Linked DNA regions of Mus musculus: region 2 is linked to region 1. Evidence: chromatin contacts called from public HiChIP or PLAC-seq data. All regions are on one chromosome and are shown on one strand. Each heading gives the region's core, a stretch centred on a gene start, on an enhancer-like site or on the middle of the called end of the contact. The rest is flanking DNA. Distances are from core to core; before and after follow the strand shown.

The links. HiChIP or PLAC-seq counts read pairs in DNA pulled down with a chosen protein or histone mark.
Region 2: a contact with region 1 is called in an H3K4me3 HiChIP or PLAC-seq map of pro-B cells, with 4 times the contacts expected there. The contact joins the enhancer-like site here to the promoter of Pus10 in region 1. A contact is called at or near these places in 16 of 39 promoter capture datasets (the 3T3-L1 cell line, 3T3-L1-derived adipocytes, the C10 cell line and 10 more), 10 of 15 datasets of contacts at CTCF or cohesin (CD8 T cells, the G1E-ER4 cell line, the NIH/3T3 cell line and 5 more), 259 of 484 Hi-C or Micro-C datasets (the 63-12 cell line, the AML12 cell line, the AtT-20 cell line and 127 more), 37 of 115 datasets of contacts at active chromatin or transcription factors (the 230-238 cell line, CD8 T cells, the HPC-7 cell line and 24 more) and 5 of 9 other capture datasets (adipose tissue, embryonic stem cells, liver and 2 more).

Annotation. Positions count from the first base shown.
Region 1 is chr11:23,664,063-23,671,287 of GRCm38.p6, reverse strand. Pus10 (pseudouridylate synthase 10) reads right to left here and starts at 5,296. Exons shown (of 18, transcript NM_028304.3): 1 at 4,835-5,296; 2 at 3,874-4,010. The coding sequence starts at 3,999. It overlaps Pex13 (peroxisomal biogenesis factor 13), which reads left to right and starts at 5,405. Exons shown (of 4, transcript NM_023651.5): 1 at 5,405-5,541. The coding sequence starts at 5,444.
Region 2 is chr11:23,952,429-23,959,135 of GRCm38.p6, reverse strand. No RefSeq gene overlaps it. Among named protein-coding and RNA genes, the nearest start is that of Papolg, 61 kb to the right of the region's middle. Within about 2 kb of position 4,860, at least 20 of the 459 cell types and tissues checked have an H3K27ac peak or open chromatin away from gene starts, as enhancers often do. A contact at or near this core is called in the 63-12 cell line, the CH12 cell line, the MNK3 cell line and 6 more, where this site is marked.

The sequences.
Region 1 (7,225 bases), core at 4,047-6,546:
ATGAACTATTTCTGTTAAGTACTCCTCATTCCTTGTCCATGTGATTGCTCTGCTGTTCTATAAGAGATTGGGCTGGAGAGATGGCTCAGTGGTTAAGAGCATGGACTGTTCTTCCAGAGGGCCACAGCAGGTAGCTCACAACAGTCTGTACTCCAGCTCCAGAGGCTCCGATGTCTATAGCCTCCGTTGGTACCCACTCACATGGCATATGTCACATACAGATGATTAAAAATAAAATTTAAAAATAAATAAAAACTAAAAAAGAACAAAGTCTTTGTCAGGGGGACAGACTGACCGACACAGGGATGACTTTACAAGACAGCCTTCAGGTGGGCACAGATTCAGACTCCCAGCCCAGAGAGACAGAAAATGACAGGCAACACAGTGAGAGCAAAGTAGAGAACTGGAATCTGGCACCCTCTTGGTTAAATGACACCAAGGAGAAGTGCCTTGATTTCTGTCCTTAATAGAACACCAGTGCATTACTGGTGACTCTGAATTTATTATTAATGCATTTAACCCTCATGCTGATCAAATGCCTATTACATATGTGCATGTTTTTCCAGAATTTCACAAATCATTGAAGCTAAAAACCCTAATCTTAAGGAAAAAGTCTCCATCAACAGATTTATAAGTCTGGTTTGTAGTTCTATTGGGAAGGTCATTAAACTACTAACTTCAAAAACAAAAGAAAAATTTAATTCTAATTATGGAAACATAAAAATACAACCTGGCATGGAGATGTGGCTCAGTGGCAGAATCCTGCTTAACATACATGACGCTTTGGGTTCCATCTCAAACAGCAAAGAAGCAAAAGAACCAGACAGAGACACAGACATACAGAGAGACACACACACACACTCTTTTGACTTGTAATATTCTTTGTGAATAAACAAAATAGTCAAAGGCTTTTTAAAAATGTTTTAAGCTTTGTTTTGCTTGTATATAGCTATATAAGATAGTGTATACATATATGTGTTCATGTATTATACATGTGTGTGCTTAAGTGTAGCTATATAAGATATATGTACATGTGTGTGTTCTTGTATAACTATATAAGATAGTACATACATGTGTGTGCTCGAGAATGAGCACACACATGTACATACTATCTTATATAGCTATACACAAGTACACACATGTACATACTATCTTATACACACGGAGGGGGGAGTACAAGCTGATTTTTATTCTTGCTAAGTTATTTAACAAGCTCATAAGCATAGTGTGAGTTAATGTGAAATCTTATCATTTAGAGGTTGCGTAAGTGAAGATAATTTTTGAGACAATTTACCAACATACATAGATTTGGTAGTATTAAAATTTGGGGTTATAAATACTTTCTATTTATATGAATTAAGCAAAGGAAGCCCTGGTCTGCATCTTGTCTAATTTCTGTCATCCCGGGTATTTGAACATAAAAACAAGCCTCCACTTGCAAAGGCTGCTGCTTTTTCCTCTTCACTCTGTTTTCCTTATGCTTCCACTACATCAGGCTGGTTTGACTGTTCGTCGTTGGATAGAATTTAGTTAGGCTATACTAACTCAAGAACATTTTTTTCAGTCAAACATTAAATTCATTGTTGATGTGTTAGCATTCCAATTTCAAAGTATATTACGACCCACACAAATGTTGATTGCTAACATCTGTAACATTAGTATAAGATAGTATGTACATGTGTGAGCTCATGTATAGCTATATGATAGCAAAACAGCTTAAAACATTTCAAAAAGCCTTTGAATATTTTGTTTACAATATTTATTCACAAAGAATATAACAAGTCAAAATTGCTGCCAGTTTTATATAAAATATATTTTGAATCCAGTATATATAGTGTGTGTGTGTGCAAAGAGCATATAAGAAAGGTTACACAAAGCTAAATATAAGCTGAGCATTTACACACACAGCAACTGCCACTGCCTATGAGCCATTACTGGTTTCCAATTACTTTCACATACTTAATAATTGATAGCATCCCTTAAAATCCCGTGAGGTAGAAGGTGTCACCATATCCATGTACACAGTAGTAAACTGAAGCTGAACAGTGGTGGAACTGAGATTCAAATCCACGTCTTCTAGCTCCAAATTCTAGGCTTTGGATTCAGACATACTGTTTAATTCCTAGCTTCCTCATTTAAAAGCTGTTTAACTTTGGGCAGGGCTGCTTAACCTCTCTGTGTTTCAGTCGCTTCATCTGAAAATAGAGACAATCATCTCATGTACTTACAAACGATTAAGTGAAAGCTTAACGTGGAGCAACACTAGATGCACACTAGGCACTATTTTTATTTTGTTACTATGTTAATAGTAGAAACAACACAATGACAGAAAAACAATACTGACTGTGGCATAGTTTATTAGCAACTTTTAAAATAAAAAATTGAGTGTGTATGAGTGTATATATTTATACATATAAGTATTTGCCTTTAAAAAGAATGTCACTGTTAGTATCAACCATATGTCAAGTAAGTTATTCTATTCAACAGTTCAGCTCTCTCTGTATTACTGTGAATATGAAAGACTCTATCTAGCGTTTCTTATGGTACTAGTATCAGGAATAATGATTCAATAAGCACTTGTTTTTAAAGGCTTCCCACAGAGCCAGGTATCATACAATACTCCTGACAACAACAGACTGTACAGCTGTGGCTAATGGGCCCTTAAGATTACACTGCCTAGTAAGACTGCAGCCATCTTAAGTATATTCCAGAATGTTCTCACAAGCAAAACGTCCTCTAAGGACACATTTCTCAGAACGTATTCCCTTCACTGAGTGGATCAAGTGGCAGGCTGGGGACATGAATCAATGACAGAACACTGGCAGTGTGAAGCCCTGGGTTCTATCCAGCACCTGAAGAATACATACATACATGTAAACAGTAATACACAGCAAAGGACTGGTATGCAGGCAAGCAATAAAGTCTGTTAGGTAAGAGCACTTGTCAGACAAGTCTAACAACCTGTTTGATTTCCCAGAGTCTATGGAGGAAGGAGAGAACTTATTACAAACATACACACACACAAGCACTCACAACATATGCATAAATTATATGAACACTCACATCATACTCATATATATATTCATAAAAATAATAGAGAGAAACTTAATTTAAAAAAACATAACTGAACTCATTTTCTGTTTAAAAGAAGAAATCAGGACTATGAATTGTCCTGTTGCTTTGCATTAATGTATGTAAGAAGCAATATCTAGTGGTATTGTGTTTAGATGCCCTTTATAAAATGTCTTCACAAATATTAAATGTAGCAAAAAAAAAAAAAAAATCCCACCATAGACCTCTCTCTGCACTAACTGTTAAATGATAGTTACCTGAAAATAGTTATATTCCTACATCAAGTTTTTAAGGTAATTGCAGTTTCAAAATTACCTTTGTAGGAATAATTTTATTAATCTTCCTTCTTTTTTTTGATATTTTTTTAATTAGGTATTTTCCTCGTTTACATTTCCCATGCTATCCCAAAAGTTCCCCCATACCCACCCCCCCAATCCCCTACCCACCCACTTCCCCTTTTTGGCCCTGGCGTTCCCCTGTACTGGGGCATATAAAGTTTGCAAGTCCAAAGGGCCTCTCTTTCCAGTGATGGCTGACTAGGCCATCTTTTGATACATAGGCAGCTAGAGACAAGAGCTCCGGGGTACTGGTTAGTTCATATTGTTGTTCCACATATAGGGTTGCAGTTCCCTTTAGCTCCTTGGGTACTTTCTCTAGCTCCTCCATTGGGGGCCGTGTGACCCATCCAATAGCTGATAATCTTCCTTTTTTAGTGGAATTATATGTTACTCACAGGACTCAAAGCTAGTGACATTCATTCCAAACTATAAAAAAACATTCTTTAATTTAAAAAGAATATACCTTGGATGGGTGTTTGTAAGGTGCGGGAAGATCCACACCACAGAATCTTAAGATGCATCTTGGACAGGTGCCAGAACTGAACAACAGCTGTGCCACGTGCTTGTTCTCCTCAGTCAGTGGAAGCATACTAGAAGAAACTAAAATGAGCACTTTCAGTATTCTACAGCTACGTGCTGTATTTATGTCCTTAAAAAGAAAAGCTTTCATTTGAAAAATTCTATTTTGTACCCTTCAAATACTGCTTGTCATATCTATATTCTAAAATATGAACTTGACTAAGTGAGTATGTGGATTACAGGGGAGAGGAACAAAGAAAGACAAGCTTGCTCTGGACATGACATTAAAAACTTTCCGATTCCGGGACTTGGGACCACTCAGGGTTGCCTGTGTAAACCTTTCAAGGAAGTACTTACAATATGGGAATATACTCTATTAAAGAAAAAAAAATCAAGAAACTCCATGTGGCCAAGTATTTATTTCAGTTTCATAATCCCGTCTATCAGTTCACTTAACCTATTAATTTAATGTTAAGTAAAGAGTCTATGAGGAGTTGGAAATAATTATGTAAAAATGCATCTTCTTGCCAGGTGTAAGCGCTCACGCTTATAATTTCAGTACACAAGAAACAAGAAGATCTCCATGAGTTCAAAGCTAACCTAGGCTAAATAGAGAATCAAAGCCAGCGGGGGAGAGGGGGGTAGCTGAAACAGTCTTGAGTTTCACACCATAAGATCTTTTTTAATGCATTTCCTCCTGCACAGGCATAGTTCGTCCTCTGGCATGGGAGTAGGGGAAAGGTAAGGGGAAAGCTCTGTTCTGGCCAAACAAGCCCTTAACTCTATGTGCTGAGGTTCTAGAAACTTACCACTCACTCCACCTGACTAACAAACAAAAGGGACTGCAGCTACGCCTCTTCGACACCCAGTCCCTAACCCCTCACCTCGTACTTCCTAGGCCTTACCTTCTCCCAAGATGCCGCAGCCGAGTCTTAACCCTTTTCGGCCCTGGGTGGGAACGGGGAAGAGTAAAGACAGCGCACCTACTGCGCTCAGCCGTTGTGTTCCCCAAGAAAACCAGAGCTTTACAACGAAAGTACCAGGCCCCTCACGAGAGGAATGCAGGAACCCCCTCGTCTTACACGGTGACCTGTAAGGCTGTCCGCCTGGCAGCCTGCACTCCCCCTAGCTCTACGAACGAAAGACTGCGAGGGGCTTTACTGCTAGCCTTAAAGGGTCGGCCGGCAAAGGAGCCTCCGACGGACTCGGCACCTAGGTCGTAGTAGCTGCTGCCAGAAACGTCGATGAGCCCCTACTCAAATTTGAAACCCAGACTAGGGAAAAGAAAGAGGGACGTCCCGCTCTCCCGACTCCCGACCCCCTCCCACACCCCAGCAAATTAGCTGTTCCCTTCCTCCTTCCTCCAGCTTCGCCTGACCACACGCCTTGGCCTGACGTCAGGCGTGGGCGGGGCGGAGGGCTCGGTGTTCTGCCTGTCGTGCCTGGCAAGCGAGGCGCTCCTTCACCCAGCCGTCGCAGTCGCTTCCCTGAGCCGGAGCGGAGCTGGCGGAGAGATGGCCTCCCAGCCGCCGCCGCCCCCCAAACCCTGGGAGTCTCGCAGAATTCCCGGGGCCGGCCCCGGGCCGGGCTCCGGCCCCGGCCCCACTTACCAGTGAGTGTGAGGTGTTTGGGCCGCGACTTTGGAGGCCAGAGCGGGGACTTGGCAGGAGGCGGTTGAAGCCGTTATTGGGGGGAGGCGTCGCTTCCCGCTGCCGGCCCGGGGCGAGTGCAGAGCGGGTCTGGAGTCTGCTGGCTGTACGACCGCCCGTTCTTCCCCCGGGCGCCCCGCCGGCCCCACGGATGCAGGAGCTAGAAAGAAAAGCGGCGCTTCCCTGCCTTTTCGCTTTTGCGGGACATGGGGGGGCGGGACAGCCTGACCCGCTTCAAAGCGACGAGCTTGGGTCTGCTGCCGAGCGCGACGTTGGCCCAGCCAGGACAAGGATAGAGAGCAAAAGTCATGGAAAAGCTTTACAGCCTCTCCAGAAGTTGGTTGAACGACCCAAAGGTCACGTTTACGCAACATGGAATCCAAGCTCTTACCCTTGGCTTTCTTTTCTAGCATAACTTAACGTTTAGGTTGAGGGTTGAAAGAATTCTAAGACAGGAATTCGAGGTCTGTGGGTAGCCTTTGTGTACAAAATTGTGTGTGTGACTGTCGTCTAAGGCCTATAAAGTTTTTATTTGCTTTGATTTAAATCAGTAACAAATGGGTCTGCAACTTTTAAAAATTTAAAACAGAATTAGAGTTTCAGGAACCTGTGTTTTCTTTGGATAAATAGATACCTTAATCCAGGCGACATGATTTCAGAGCAAGTTTGTACGTTTTCCTGGCGCGTAAAAATCTCTGTACGTTGGAGTACTTTTCTCTTATTGGAAAATCTGGTGCTCTTTTAAAAGTACTAAAACACTTGGGCACAGTAACTAATAGATACAATTAGAGTGATAAGCTGTATTTTTCGTGTTAAAGCAACACTTATTGGTGATACTTTCATTAGAATGTTTCTAAGTGTGTTCTTTGCTATCCCGTTAAACTTCTCTGAACATTACTTAGCCTTCTGGGTTTGTTGTTGTTTTGTTGTATGTGCCTTAAATTTTATGATTGTTTTCTGTACCTGTTTATATTTGTTTTACTAATGGTATGCAATTATGGGTTATTCCATTAATGTTGAACTTATCTTGCATTTTTAAATGAACCTACTTAGCTTCCTTTTTTTAATATACTGTCCTGGATTCTGTATTATTTTAAGATTTATGTTCCTATGTGATATTGGATTCCTTTTTTAAATTATACTTTTGTCTTTATATCAGTTTTTTAATGAGAAAATTTTGCACTGAAAATTTTTTTATTGAAAAGTTAACATTTTATTTCTTTAGGTAGATGATTTTTCTCTTTAAGATTTTATTGGGGCTGGCTGGAAAGATGACTCAGCAGTTAAGAGCACTGACTGCTCTTCCAGAGGTCTGGAGTTCAATTCCCAGCAACAGCATGGTGGCTCACAACCATGAGTTGTGATCCAAGAAGGCATGAGATCCAATGCCTTCTTCTGGTGTGTCTGAAGATAGCTATATATTGAAAATAAAATAAATAAACCAAAAAAAAGAAAAAAAAGATTTTATATAATACCTAGGTCCTCTGTGATATAACTATACACGTATAATCTGTATTTTTCCATCCATTTCAGTACCTACAGTATGCAGTACTCAAAGTATTTAAGAAATCACTTATTCATTTCTCTTTTTTTTTCTGTCTTTTATTCCTTTCTTTCTGTGTGTCTTTCTTTCTTTCTTCCTAGACA
Region 2 (6,707 bases), core at 3,611-6,110, 290 kb before region 1:
CGGCTTTGTAAGACCCAGACCCTCAGTCAGTGGTGCTTACTTTGAGATGCCCTCAGTGAGACACCAAGAAGCAAATTGATGCAAAAGCAAGAGGTTTATTTTCTGACATGTCCCAGTCAATCCTCAATCAACCCCTCTAGGCGAGTGACTAGAAGGCGACCCTGGATGGCTGTTACAAGCAGTTTTTATACTTTGTAGGGCACAGGTTACATCAGCAAGGTTACAGTTCAAATTTATTGTCTAAGCATATGGACCTTTAAATCTCTTGGCTAGCAAGCATGACAGGCATTTGAACTCTACCTGAGACTTTGCAGGCCAGGTGACTATCAGTCAGTACATTCTAAGACTTTTTAACTCAAGAATGTTCCTGTGGGTAGAGAATGAAACTTGGCCTAGCCTTGACCCCAGGCAGGAGGGGAAAGCTGTAACTGGGGTGGGACTGGAAAACCCCTTAGGGTCCCTCAGCGTGTAAAACATTATTTCAGGTGTGCCTGTAAGGAAGTTCATACCTAAATGGTCAGTTTCACCACCTGCAGGGTGTGATTGACCAGTCATCACTGGTGGGACTACATGCATCTGAGCATAAGGATGCCGGACTCACATTCTAGTTTGCTTAGGCCCAGCTTATTCTGATGTGCAAATATGAATTCCAGAGCACTTCCTAATCCTAAATAGCTCCTTCTTTCCTGTTTCTGGGTGTTGGTGCCGGGGTTGGGGGTAGTACATACATAATGTTGACAGGCTTTGAGGACAGGGTTGGGGTAGTACACATATAATGTTGCTATGTCCTAGTATCTTTTTTTTTTTAAATGTAAGTACACTGTAGCTGTCTTCAGACACACCAGAAGAGGGTGTCAGATCTCGTTACAGATGGTTGTGAGCCACCATGTGGTTGCTGGGATTTGAACTCCGGACCTTTGGAAGAGCAGTTGGGTACTCTTACCCACTGAGCCATCTCAACAGCCCATGTCCTAGCATCTTGACAGGCTTTGAGGAAGCAGAAAAAACTACCAGAATCTTTCCTCAATTTCACGGAGTATGATCATTGTGGCAGTTCTCAGATCCAACTTCTCCTCCTTCAGAAGGTGTCTCTCTTTCCTTTGGAAGCGGTCTCTGCCCCAAGGGGATGCTTCTGGCAGTCTTGACACTGAAGAGGGTACTTCCTTCCACGTGTCCCTCTTTGTGCAGCTTCTGCATCCATGTCAGTTCTTATTATTAATTAATTTATTCACTTTACATCCCATATCAGCCCCTCTCTCTTCCCAGTCTGAATTAGTGGTTTCTTATTCTTCAATACATAAATTTAATCTCACTTGCTTTCAGGGTTTTTTTGCTGCTATAACAGATACTCAAGGAAAACAACATAGAGAAAGCAAACAAGATTGGGCCAGGTAACTTGGAACCGGAAGCACAGTGGGAGAAACGAGAATAACCCTGTTTCAACAAGTGGAGGCCAGACTAGCTCCTGCAGCTTCTCATACATGCATGAAAACTCACCAGCCACCAACAGGAAAGACATGTGAGGGTGGAGCCAGAAAGGCTGAGTCCATATGTAAAAATGTGCCTAAACCTCTGGGCACAGAGAAACATAAGTCCTGGCTCATACTCTGTAATAATAATAAAAACGGGTTCTCCCTGACATATATGTTGTGGTCATTAGTACTGGTTGCCAACCTGGCAGTGTATAGACTCACCTAAGAGACATGCCTTCCAGACATGCACCTGTGAGGGATTATCTAGAGTAGGTTAACTGAGTTGGGAAGACACACCCTAATTGTAGACAGCACCATTTTGTCAGCAGGAGTCCTGAACTGAGCAGAAAGAAAGCAAAAACAAACCTCCTCCCAGGTTCCCAGCTGTGGATAAAATGTGGCCTCCCTGGTACCCCCCACCCCCTGCTGTGGATACAATGTGGCCAGCTACCTGTAGCTCCTGCTGGCAGTCCCTGTCCCCACCACCATGATGGACAGACCAACCTCAAACTGAGCCCTTTCTCCCTTAAGTTGCTTTGGTCAGGGCATTTTATCACAGCAAAAGGAAAAGTAGCTCAAATTTTTTTGAGGAGTAAGATGCCACATCATTGGAACACATGTTTTATACCCATTGTTTTCATAAAAGGAGACTGGCACTTGGCCTCTGATACAAGCACAACAAGGTTTTGGTCTCTTGTCCATGTGTTCAGCTGGGTGGTGTGAACACACACCCCACAGGCCTTCTAAGCAGCTGACTTGTTCTTGACCTTGTTGAACAAGTGTACATACTCTGCCCTACAGATGCCTCCCTTCTCTTAGACCACTCCAGCCATATTGTATGTTATATACTAATTATATCATATATCATTTACTATATCCCAAGAATAAACATGGTGATGAGCTAACAAAACAACAGGCAGTGTGGTTTTAGTTGGAATTAGTAAAAACATGCATATATAAAATATACTTTAAGGAATATGATTCCATAAACAAATATAATCTTTTTTTAAAAATAGGGTCTCTCTACATGTAGCCTGAAACTTGCTGTGTATATCAGGATGGCCCTGAATCTACAGAGACCCACCTGCCTCTGCTTTCCAAGTACATTAAAGGCTGTGCCACCACACCCTGCAAACAAACATTTAAATGCCATCACCTGGCACATCTTTATTGTTTATACAAAAATGCATTAAAATCATGTAACAAACTTCACTTACAAATGTGTCATGTAGTTCAGCCTGTTATGCCAAGCTGTATTTGTTTACTAGTTTTTCTGGCTTGTTTGTTTGTTTGTTTGTTTAAGATGGCTCTCATTCTGTAAACTAGGCAGCCTTGAACTTGAAGTGATTCTCCTACTTCATGCAACCCTGAGAGTGCAGGTTCAAGTCACCACCACTGGCCTCGAAACCATATTTATACTGTTATTCTAGGATATGAATTAGTTTTCAGCGTAAAATGTGGACTCCTGGAGAAATGTGAAGATTATGCAGAATGGCCTCTTTCCCTTGATAGATGGGGTGGGGGTGGGGCAAACTTAGATACCCCTAAAGGAGCTCTGTGCCCCCCACATTTGTTGCCATAGTCAGTCTCACAGACACAGACATCCCTTCTTTTTCTTCACTTCCTCCTCACCAAGCATTGATGTACAAGTGTCCTTTTCTTCTTAGATTTCTTAAAAATTGTGTGTGCATATGTCTATATGTGCATCTCTCTCTGTCTCTCTGTCTCTCTGTCTCTGTCTCTCTTTGTCTGTCTGTCTGTCTGTCTGTCTCCCCCCCCCTTAGAAGTGCAGTAACAGGCAGTTATGATGTGGGTGTTGGGAACTAACCTGGGCAAGATCAGCATGTGCAGGAACTGTTGGGCCACCTCTCCAGTCCACAGATGCCCTTCCTGTCATCTCCAGCAAGTAGGAGGGGCTACATCCCTGGCACAGAAGCCAACACACAGCACAGCATAGGGCTACCAGCTGGATGCATGCCATTGGCCAGGCATCAGGTTATGTTACATTTTTTGCTCTCACAAACCTAACAGTGCCGACTTCTGCTAGCATTTTCTGCCTTGCTTCTCACAGTGTTTCTTCTAGGTAAGGCACGGGTAGAAAAAAAGAAGCTGTTGTATTTGGAGGTGTGGCTAAATCAAGTATTTGCAGAAGATCCAGTTCAATTTCAGAATCATCTTCATTAGAGCGAAAACCATTTTCAGTTTCTCCTCGGAAAGATATCAGCCCCTTGATAAGACATTTGTTTCAAGAAGACAATGTCTTACATAAATAAAAACGTAGCATGAGCCTGCTATTTCTAACTTGAATATCCTGCATGGACCCGCTACACCAAATGCTGGCTGATCTGATGAGCTAACAGATTACATCAAATTTGGGTTTTGAAATATTTTTTTCCACTTGTTTAGAAGCAAAGTCCATCATTTCAACAGAGAAGTTCTTAAATACAATCTGTTGAGACAGGATGAAAATTGTTGTGAGCGAACTCCTATGGCTTTGTGTACCCCACACTGACAGTCCTGGTGGGGTCTAGCCCTCGTGTGACCTCAGCTCATGGCTTATGCCAACTGCTCAGTGTTTCCCAGTCATGACAGGTGCACCGTGTGGGCTCACAGAGCAGGCAAGCCGTCCTGCAGCACGCAGCCCTTTCTCCCGGTGGTCCCTAAACGGGACATTCCTCTGCTCCTCTGTACCATCTTCAGAGAAGCTCTCCTTGGCCACCTCAGTCTTTGCTCCCTGCTAGCAAGCTCAGCTTTCTCCCTAGGAATTGCTAACCAAAGCGTCCTTTTTCTTGTGTACTAATTATTGATGGGCCGACCTCTGTGATAGAATTTAAGCACAATAGAGCAGGACTTTAATCCATCTTGCCTGCCAGCTCTGTGTGCCTGGTTCAATGATCTCTCTGCCATCAACAACCGATCTACCAATGTAATTCATAAAGTAAGTTCTGAGATACCCAGATACCTCTCAGACCACAAACTAGACCTGGCTGCATATCAGAATCCAGGTTAGTCCCTCAAAGCTGCAAACTCTGTCTCTGAAAAATTGAATTCATTTCCGAAATATTTAGATTCTGGTTAATTCTACATAATGGCCACTAGAGGGGGCCATAGTCAAATATTAGAAAAATCTAAGTTCCGTTTTGTTTTGGTTTTTCCCTCAGAGCTAAAAATCTTCCCCAGTCCTCCTCTCTACCTTAACAGATTAAAGCAAACGTAATATACTGTGACAGGCGGCAGACTCTACTCCACAGCAAGGTACCACTGGCATTTAGAAAATTCTCTTGGTTGTCCCAGCTGTAGGTAGCCACCAAGAAATTGACACCACCTTGGCCACTCATCTGAGCCTGTTGTCTCTAATATTGTCTGAAATCTTCCAGCCAGCCTCAAACTGCACTCACCCTTGGCCACTGTGGCATACAGAAAGTCCCGTGTTCTCCCTTTGTTGACCCACTGTCTGGTTATTCTCACAGAAAGTGCACTCCCCACAATGCACTCTCCCTCCATCCCCAGAACCCTCTCCATCTGCCCTGCCATTGCTGGGAGAGATAAACACTCTCCTCTCTTCAGTGATGAGCCACACACAAACCTAATAGGAGAAGCAGATTGACACTCATCTAGTCACCTGCAACTGTCACAGCCCCAGTTAGCTCCTGTGCCATCATGAGTCCTACTGCTAAAAGCCGACTGGCGGCTTCTTGTTCCGCTGTTACACACCATCCTGCTCTGAGTGTCTCAACAACAGTGTAAAAACGGGTGCCACGGACCGGGCCTAATTAGCCCCCCTCAATCCGTGGGAATCAGGGGTTCCGACAGATGGGCACAGAGTCGGTGGGAATTGGGGTGACAAACAGACTCGACACAAGGAAGTGTGGATCTGATGTAATTTGTCAAATAGAGCATCAAACTTTTTATACAGAAGAAAATAGGGAAGTAAGGTGACAATGAGGTTACTGGATTCTTACATAAATCAGAGGAATGCAAACACGGAAGGACTAGCAGGAACCAACTGGGATAAAATTCAATGTTAACAACTGGGATCAAAAATAGCCCCACCTAAGGCCCACTTAATCTTAGAAGCCAGGGGCAAGGGCTTCGTGCCCTTGCCATAGTTCCTACTCTAGTCTATTGTATAGTCCACCTTCCCCCTAGGCCATTGTAAATACTTGTGTATGGGTGTAACTCAGCTATCTATAGTTCTAAGTAACTACTCTGGTTCCTCTTTAGGTCACAAACTTCCTTCTTCCTAGGTAATGGTAAATTTCTGTGTAGGGCAGTGACTTAGCTATCCATGCCCAGGGTTGGATCAAGGACTGCCTAGAATCTAACTTAGCTATATCTCAAAAAATCAATCCTTAGGAGCACTTGTAATAAAGCAATATTAAGGGAAAGCACACAGATCCATTTACCAACTAAAGCAAGGACATTGGAGCATTCGTTATACAGGATGCCACAATTCCAGGAGACTAAGTTTCCATGAACTTTCCACCTGAGGACAGCGCCCAGGTGTCCGGGGCCTGTCACACTTGTCACTACTGGAGTGGATGTAGCAGTTCCCCTGTTTTTTATGTTTTAGACGAAGTTCCAGAATGTCCCGCCTCGTGGTAGCTACAGATCTCAGAAGAACTCTAAAGATGAGTGGAAATACAATGATTACTAATAAAATAATGCCAATAATAATAGCAAACAAGATTATATATTGAACCTAATCCAAGGGATTCAATGCACTTAGGTTATTCTTTAAATTTCTGGCCAATTCATCAATGTTCCAAGTATCCAAATGGCTTCTGCTAATATCTGAATTTTCTGTTAACCTAGCCTTAATATTTGCTATATCCTGTCTCAATCTATTGCTAAAACTGCCTTTTGTAAAAAAGCATTAACCTTTGCCTCCAGTTTATCTATAACAAAATGAGAGGTATGTAGTTGCTGAACTAAAGCTGTGGTAGATACTGCAAAAAGAAGTTAAAATTACAATTAAAGCAGTAATTCCTAAAATCAGAGCTGTAACAAATCTCCTTTGGTCTAATAAGTTCATTTAACTTTTTCAAAGTTTGCAATCCTGAATTCTCAAACCAAGAATTATTTCCTAACTCTACAGGCAGCAAAACGTAAGCAGGTCTTTTTAACAACATCATAACAGCAGATTCCTTATCTAAATTAGGATCTACACAATTAGTTAATTGACAAGAATTACAATTAATATGAAAAGACTTGAAAAGATTGGTGATCTTAACT